Linked DNA regions of Pan troglodytes: region 2 is linked to region 1. Evidence: chromatin contacts called from public Hi-C data. All regions are on one chromosome and are shown on one strand. Each heading gives the region's core, a stretch centred on a gene start, on an enhancer-like site or on the middle of the called end of the contact. The rest is flanking DNA. Distances are from core to core; before and after follow the strand shown. Region 1 holds the start of DUSP4 (dual specificity phosphatase 4). Region 2 has its middle 170 kb from the start of DUSP4.

Evidence for each region. A called contact is a pair of places that touch in the nucleus more often than the background predicts.
Region 2: a Hi-C map of stem cell-derived neural progenitor cells shows a contact between it and region 1, with 4 times the contacts expected there. The contact joins the enhancer-like site here to the promoter of DUSP4 in region 1. A contact is called at or near these places in 3 of 7 Hi-C or Micro-C datasets (induced pluripotent stem cells, a lymphoblastoid cell line and stem cell-derived neural progenitor cells) and 1 of 1 datasets of contacts at active chromatin or transcription factors (stem cell-derived excitatory neurons).

What each region holds. Positions count from the first base shown.
Region 1 is chr7:37,711,378-37,715,654 of NHGRI_mPanTro3-v2.0_pri, reverse strand. It overlaps DUSP4 (dual specificity phosphatase 4), which reads left to right and starts at 1,302. Exons shown (of 4, transcript XM_520046.9): 1 at 1,302-2,269. The coding sequence starts at 1,837.
Region 2 is chr7:37,883,815-37,888,014 of NHGRI_mPanTro3-v2.0_pri, reverse strand. No RefSeq gene overlaps it. Among named protein-coding and RNA genes, the nearest start is that of DUSP4, 170 kb to the right of the region's middle. Within about 2 kb of position 2,889, at least 3 of the 24 cell types and tissues checked have an H3K27ac peak or open chromatin away from gene starts, as enhancers often do. A contact at or near this core is called in stem cell-derived neural progenitor cells, where this site is marked.

The DNA of each region.
Region 1 (4,277 bases), core at 53-2,552:
GACCCGGCGGGTACCCGTGCCCTCGCTGCCTGGGTCGGGCTTCCACGCGCGCCCCGTAATGGAATACGCTACTCTGCAGCCTCCGAAACTGCGAGCGAGTCCTGTAACTCCCTTGCTCTGTGATTAATTCTCACTAACAAGACTTGGCAAGATGTCGGGCGAATGATTTTTGGCTTCTGCACGGTCCCCACCGCGTGCGTGCACAAACCCCCAGCCAAAAGCTGCCTCTGGGAAATTAAATGCAAAAGAGAAATGGGGATGGGGAGGGCTGCTACGTGACCAGGAAAAAGGGATGCCCAGAAACATGAATCGGACCCAGAGCTGCTGAAGTCCTTTCAAAAGGTCATTCTTTGCGGGTACATTTTCCAAGGTCCAGCTCCGCAACAAATGTGGACCCTGTCATTTCCTAAAAGGATAATTCACAACTATGCAAGATAGGGTGAAGACGTTTCCCAAACCCGAAAACCTTGTTTTTCCCCCGACCAGGGTTAAATAAACATCTTTTAGGAAGCGTGGACAGGAGCGCAGCCTGCTCTCCTCCCTCGGAACACCATTCCGGCAATTAATGCCTCCCTTTGGGTAGTAAAGCAACAAACCCCACACCTCACTCCGATCCTGGGCTTCGGGCGGGAGGACTTTCTCTTTCATCTTCCAAGCAGGGGGTTGCCCACGTTCTTGGGGAAGCTATAAAACTGATTTAATGGCTTTAGATGAAAATCGATCACGCTAATGCATGCGCTAACGTCTCAGGAATCGCATATTCAGAAAGGACTGGCCGGGCCGAAAGCGCACGGGGAGTCTGGGGCTAGGAGGTGTCAGGCCCCGCTGGGTGGGCAGCGGCGCTCCGGTCCCCTCTCCACTTGGGTAACCGGGAAAAACCTACGGGGCTGTCACGCGGGGAAGCGCGAAGGTGCCAAGGGATGAAAGCTCAAACCCGAGCCCTGGCCTCCTCAGCCGGCTATTTCCTTTGGCGCCGCCCGCCTAGCGGCGGGGTGCAGCGGCGGCACAGGTGCCGGTGTCGGGCTGGAGGCGCGGCGCAGGCTGGGCCCGCGGGTAGACGGCGAAAGGCGCCGCGCGCTCCATTCACAAAGTCCGGGCGCTGCCCGCCGCTGGCGGCGGGTCGGAGGCCGCCTCCCTCTTCCTCTCGGCCTCGGTTTTATGAATGGGCCTGATGGCGAGCACCCGGCGCCCTGTTTACTCCGCTCTTTGTGACGTCGAGTTCCCGTGACCGGGAGCCAGCGGCCGCGCTCCATTCAAGCTCCGGGGAGGGGGTGGGAGGAGGGGCCCGGAGGGGGCGGGGAGTCAGCGCGGGGGGCGGGGGACGGCGCGGGGCCCGGAATGGAACGGGGCGGGGCCTGGCGGGGTAGTACCTAGCGCCCCCTCCCCCGGGAGCGCGGAGGAGCATTAATAAACCTCTAAGCCGAGGAGAAAACTCTGGCTGGGGCAGTGCGCTGAGCGCCGGAGGAGCGTAGGCAGCGGCAGCGCTGGCGCCAGTGGCGACAGGAGCCGCGCGACCGGCAAAAATACACGGGAGGCCGTCGCCGAAAAGAGTCCGCGGTCCTCTCTCGTAAACACACTCTCCTCCACCGGCGCCTCCCCCTCCGCTCTGCGCGCCGCCCGGCTGGGCGCCCGAGGCCGCTCCGACTGCTATGTGACCGCGAGGCTGCGGGAGGAAGGGGACAGGGGAGAAGAGGCTCGCCCGCGGGAGCCCTTGAGGACCAAGTTTGCGGCCACTTCTGCAGGCGTCCCTTCTTAGCTCTCGCCCGCCCCTTTCTGCAGCCTAGGCGGCCCGGGTTCTCTTCCTCGCGCGCCCAGCCGCCTCGGTTCCCGGCGACCATGGTGACGATGGAGGAGCTGCGGGAGATGGACTGCAGTGTGCTCAAAAGGCTGATGAACCGGGACGAGAACGGCGGCGGCGCGGGCGGCAGCGGCAGCCACGGCACCCTGGGGCTGCCGAGCGGCGGCAAGTGCCTGCTGCTGGACTGCAGACCGTTCCTGGCGCACAGCGCGGGCTACATCCGAGGTTCGGTCAACGTGCGCTGCAACACCATCGTGCGGCGGCGGGCTAAGGGCTCCGTGAGCCTGGAGCAGATCCTGCCCGCCGAGGAGGAGGTACGCGCCCGCTTGCGCTCCGGCCTCTACTCGGCGGTCATCGTCTACGACGAGCGCAGCCCGCGCGCCGAGAGCCTCCGCGAGGACAGCACCGTGTCGCTGGTGGTGCAGGCTCTGCGCCGCAACGCCGAGCGCACCGACATCTGCCTGCTCAAAGGTAAACGAGGGCTCCGGGCGCTAGCTGGAGTCGGGGAGATGGAGGGGGTCTTGGCGGCCTATGCCTTATTGGCACGGGAAGGAGTCCCCGGCGTGATTCGTGGTTGCGGGGATCCCCGCGCGCCCCTTTGTGTGTGTTGGTGTGTAGGGGTTTGCAAGGTTTCTGTGCAAGTGCGAGGTTCAAGTCCTCAGAGACAGTGCGGACGGGTTTCTCCGGTCACCTGCAATTCCGCACCGTCCTAGCGAGGCCCCGTTTATTGACATTAACGGTCCTAGCCTCGAGGATGAAGCGACTCCTCTGCGCGGTCCATCTTGAGTCCCGGGAACAGTTTCCAAGTACCACGGGGCGCGTGGGGACAAGATAGGCCTGTTGGTTTGGCGTGCTGGGGCCCTACACTGAGCCGGACCGGGAGAATCCCAGAGGTGGAGAAAAGGTGAAGAGGGGTGGGCGCCGAGGTACAATTGGCCTTGCCAGTTTCACTGAAAACAAGACCCTGGCAAATGCAGAAAGGGAGATTGGTTTGCACACACTGTGTAGAGCGATCTGTATCTGCGTTCCCGCTGCCCAACTCCGAGCTCAGCTTGGAAGGTGGCCAATCCCCGTCCCGGGCTAGATCCAGGCTCTGGGAGCGGGAGGCTGAAGGACTGGGTATCTGGGGGACGCCGGGCGGAACCGGTCCTCTAGCGCCTGCAAATCCCGGCAGCGGAGAATGATCACCTTTTGTTCAGCCCGGATTTTCGACTATCTGATGGCGGCGCGTGCCGGATTTTAGCGAGCCCTGGCGAAACTCTCGGCGGCGAGGCTGTCTTGTCACATTTGGTAGTCGGAAATCCTGGAAAAATCGCGTGCTGTCCGAGTCCCTGGAGGGACCTGGCGCCCGCCACACCTGCAGGGCAGGGTGGGTCCGCGGCCCTCGGGCTAGGGAGCGGGCAGGGCGCGTGGGGTCCGGGCGCCCCCCGCCGCGCTGCGCCCCCGCCTCCCGCCGCCGCATTCCGCGCATTCTTCCGCGCGGGTAGGGTCTGCGCTTCCGAGCCCGGGAGGCAGTTCAGACCCCCCCACACCCATCAAAGAGCCGCTCCTCCCCCCGCAGGCGCCTTCGCCGCCTCCCTCCCTTCCTTTCCTTTACGCTCCTCTTCCGACCTGTCCACCAGGGAGGAAGGGAGCTGGAAAGGGGGCGGAAACCTCTCCCCTCCAAAAAGCACAACAAAACTGTTCAGTGCCGAGGAGCCGGGTTCGCCCCTGCCGGACAGCGGGGGGCTTTGTTCCCCGCAGTTGTTTCCTGCCCATTTGACCTGTCAGCTGCTGGGGAAACGCTGCTGTTGACCTTTGGTTGAACTGCTAAGGCGATTTTGCTGATTTTTCTTTCTTTTTCCGCGAGGGCTGTCTTTTGCTCCTCCAAATGAGCCCAGTCCCCCTCCCTTCTCCCCAAAGCGCTCCAAGAGAAAGTGCCAGGAAGGGGCTTGTCCCGGAAGGCCTGGCGGCTGAGCGGGGCCAGGTCCTGGTTAGGCCACCAGGGTGGGCGTCCGCGCCATTGTTTGAGCTTGTCGGCGCTGGTGGGATAGATGAGGGCAATTCCTCTGGGACGCAAGTCCCCTCGAATGGCCGAGGCTGGCCGGGATGTTCCCCGCACGGCGCTGCCCTCGAGTCCCCCCGATGGAGAGCGCGGGCGCGCCTTCCTTCGCTGGCGTCCAAACCCGGGACCAGCGAGAACACAGCAGGCCTGGGACTGGGCTCCAGCCCCACGTGGAGTCTGGATTTGTTTTGTTGTGTTTTGCTTTCCTTCCTGGAAGAAATCCCGAGGGGACCGCCCCAGAGCGGCAGCTCCAGGACCTCGGCCCTTGGGCTTCCGGGGGTGCAGCCACTTAGGCCCCGCTCCCTGGGAGAGAGGGATTATTTTTTAAGGTTTATCCCCAGGGCGCGCGGCATTTCCCTGTCCCTCGTGAATCCCGTTGAGAGTCCTCCCTTCCCAACCTCCTCCATTTCCCCAGCCAGACCGATTCGAGAGCCC
Region 2 (4,200 bases), core at 1,640-4,139, 170 kb before region 1:
GGGTGTGGTGGCATGTTCCTGTAGTCCTAACTACTTGGGAGGCTGAGGAGGGAGGATCACTTGAGCCCAAGCAATAGAGGCTGCAGTGAGCCATGATCGTGCCACTGCACTCCAGCCTGGGCGACACAATGAAATCCTGTCAAATAATAATAATAATGTTTTATATTGATTATACCTTAAAATGATAATATTTTGGATATATTGGGTTAAATAATGTATATTCAAATTAACTTCACTTATTTCTTTTTGGTTTTGTTTTCAACACATCCATCACCACCCATGCTGTATATTAGATCTCCAGAACTTGTTCCTCTTACCCAGTTTGTACCCTCTGACTAACATCTCCCCATTTCACAGAGAGCACTGTTCTACTCTCTGCTTCTGTGAGTTCAACTTCTTTAGATTCCACAAAGTGAGATCAGATGGTATTTGCATTTCTGGGTCTGGTTTATTCTTTTTACTCTTTTAATGTGAATTCTAGAATGTTTGAAATTATGTATGTGGCTCACATTCTGTTTCTATTGCCGAGCTGTTAAAGAAGGGAAATTGAGGCACAGGAATGTTGTCAAATGACTAGCTCTGGGTTTCATGAGACTCAGAACTAAATGAATGACTGATAGCCTGGGAAAACCTCACCCACTAAAGGAATATGGCCAAATGAAATAGGAGTGGCACCACTGGATGTGATTCCTTTGAAATATCTCTCCAGCCCTGAGATCATTTATCACTTAGTATCTCCTGAGAAGGAAGCAGGTGCAGATGAAATCAGCCCAGAAGATCAACAGAAAGCCGTATGGCATATGAGTCTTGAAGGGTAATGAATGAGCTAAGAATTTTCCATCTCTGATATCTAGAGCAGTCATAAGACAGTTCTTTACTCCCACTACCACATCAGAACATATATGACTAAAAAAAATAGTGAAACTCATATGACAAATATTTTCACTCTGTTATCTCTTCTTTACCAACAGCAGTTGGGGTGGTTGATAGCCACTCAACAAATCTCCAAATGATGTCATCTAAGGTTCTGAAACGATCATTATCTTGTGTAGGGACTCACCTGGAATATGTGCATTGCATCTAAGCAAAAATATGAGGAAAAGATAGGGCGCCTCAGCTGATTTTGCCTCAGCCCATACAGAGAGAAAACACCAGCATTCAGTGTGCCAAATGTCACTGAGTTTGGGGGCTGAGCTCCCAACAGAGAGGTCCTTTTCTCAGCCAGATCTTGTCTGTGCCCTCGAACTCTCAACCTAATCAGAGCCATTCAGGGAAGACGCCTGCTCACCTGTCACAGCCTAAAATGCCTTCCTTATCTGGAGGTCACCACTGCAGCATCCTCCGCAAGACAGGCAGAAACATTGATGTAAGAAGAAAACAAAAACAAGCCTGGGAACAGCCTGAAGAGCTATCGGTTCAGTTTATAGGAAACTTATTAGGTTCTTTCCAGAGCTTGTTTATTCTTGCCCTCATATACGACTATAACGAAGTAATTTATTAGTTTCAGTAGAAAGGAGTGGGAGAGAAAAAAGGAAGAAAATACTGAGACTGACTCTGAAACGACGTCAAAGCAGCAAGAAACAGAAAGATGATGAAAAATAAATTCCTGAATTCAAAAAGTATCACAGTTTATAGCTGGTTGATGTAGTTCTATAAGTTTCAATACAGTGTTTGTTTTGTTTCTTTTGTTTTGTTTTTGTTTCTCTTTTTTTGAGATGGAGTCTCTCTCTGTCATCCAGGCTGGAGTGTGGAGTGCAGTGGCGCTACCTCGGCTCACTGCAACCTCCGCCTCCCAGGTTTAAGCAATTCTTCTGCCTCAGCCTCCCTAGTAGCTGGGATTACAGGCGCCCGCCACCACACCCAGCTAATTTTTGTATTTTTAGTAGAGACGGGGTTTCACCATGTTGGCTAGGCTGGTCTCGAACTCCTGACCTCAGGTGATCTGCCCACCTCAGCCTCCCAAAGTGCTGGGATTACAGGTGTGAACCACTGTGCCAGGCCCACAATACAGTGTTTTGAACACCAAAATAAAATAGTAGTTATGATCATTGGTTATGCTTAAAACTTGATCTTTGTATTAATAACCCAAAGCATTCATAGAGGTTTGTATTTTGTTCCCTGTTTTCTGCTTTAAAAGGCACAAAGATATATGATGCTTAGAAATAGTTTGGTCACATTTCCTTAAATGTTCAATCCCTTGCAGAGAGGAGTTTGTGTATTTTTCGTTTCTCCAACAATACCCCATAAAAGAGGCTTTGTTAGAGAAAGCATGCTTATGGTGGTCACGGAACATATGTCTCAGTAATCCCCGGACAGAAGTCAGTTGTCCCATCCTTAAGAGCCCTAATGTGCCTCCTGCACTCTGCACACCATTTGTGCAGTGGCCGCGTGGGCCAGCGTCCTGGCAGAGGCGCCGCTCAGGGCCTGGCTGGCTCGGCTTCCTGAGTCAGCACACTCTCCTCTCCATGGAGCAGATGGGCCAACCCTCCGGGAAAGGAAGCTCTTCTAAGATCCTCCTGTCTTCATTCGTCCCAAATGGGCTTTGCTATAAAAAGCAAATTAAACAGCCATTGTTCCTTTTCTCCATGAGGCTGGCATGCTAACATCCTGCCTAATACCAAAGCTCCCGGATGTTTGTTGCTGGCCTGGGGATGCCTGCCACCGCTTACAGCAATAAGAAAAAACATGCCTTCCACTTGGGAACAGAATCGCTCTTAAGTTCCAGGCCTTTCTTTTTCATCATGTCCCTCCCCCCTTTTTTTAACATTATGACATATAGTACACAGCAGAAAAGGGCTTTCTTGTTAGCTCCAGCATTCTTCTCCGTGCCTGGAGAAGTACTCCCACGGCCTTACAAATAGGCTTAGGCGTCTAATCACAAGAGATCCTGAAGGCCTGGCCCTTAAATCTTCCCTGCTACGTGATGTTTCTCAGTGCAACACTTACTGCATTGTGTTCTGGAGTCCTTCTGAAATACCAAGAAGTCACCCTCCTCCCAACCTAAAGAAGAACACATAAAATACTTTCTAAAAAGACAAACAGCTAAGGGTAAAATAATAAAGCCATATTGAGCCCCTACAAGGCAAGGCCCTGAGGGGGAAAAAAGAGAAGTAAAACATATCATATGTCTTCAAGCAGCTTTTGGTCTCTGCAGAGAGAAGAAAAACTGGGAAAAAGAGAGAGAAGAGAGAGAGGGAAATTGAAAGAGAGAGAGAGAGGAGAGGCCACCTGTATTTACCATTTATTACATTGTAATGTAATTGCTGGTGTAATTTTCTCTCTCCTCTCGCTGTACACTCCAGGATCGATAATTTAGGCTTCTATTTTATATGTAAACTATTTCAAATTCGATTTTTACTGAAATCTGATATTTATCAGCAACTCACTGAAAGCCAAGCCATCCTGAAGTGGCTCATGGGGCTGTTTCTCCTATGAGAGTATCTCTGCAACTTCTTTGTGGACCATCCAAAGGTAATTCAGCAGTGGCTGACATTCTATTAGATAAGCTGAGATCCCTCTTTTCACACTTCTCTATGGTCCTATGAGTGCCATTAACCACAGAGCTGTCTCTCTCACTGATGGAATTAATAACTTACTGGCCAGGGACAGTGGCTCACGCCTGTAATCCCAGCACTTTGGGAGGCAGGCGGATCACTTGAGGTCAGGAATTCGAGACCAGCCTGGCCAAAATGATGAAACCTTGTCTCTACTAAAAAAAAAAAAAAAAATTAGCCGGGAGTGGTGGCATGTGCCTGTAATCCCAGCTACTCAGCAGGCTGAGGCAGGAGAATCACTTGAACCTGGTAGGTGGAGGTTGCAGTGAGACGAGATCACGCCACTGCACTCCAGCCTGGATGAGAGAGAGAGACAGTCTCCAAAAAAAAAGGCGGGGGAGGAATTAATAACTTACCACAAACAACTCAAACATTCAATTCATTACTCTTCAATAACCCTAAGGCAGGAATTCAACAATGCAAATAAACCTCAGGAGAGTTCCAGATACAAGGTACCAGAGACAGGCAGTTCTAGGAAAGTGAGTCCCAGGAGGAAAAATATGTCAGAACAGTAGGCTTTTAGCCAAAAGGATTTTCAAAACTAATTTCTCTTCCATCTTTTAGAGAGAAGACTAGATATTTTAAATACTAGTTTTTGAAAGCCAAGCATATTTCTGGGACATTTCACAGTCACTTATTCACTAAA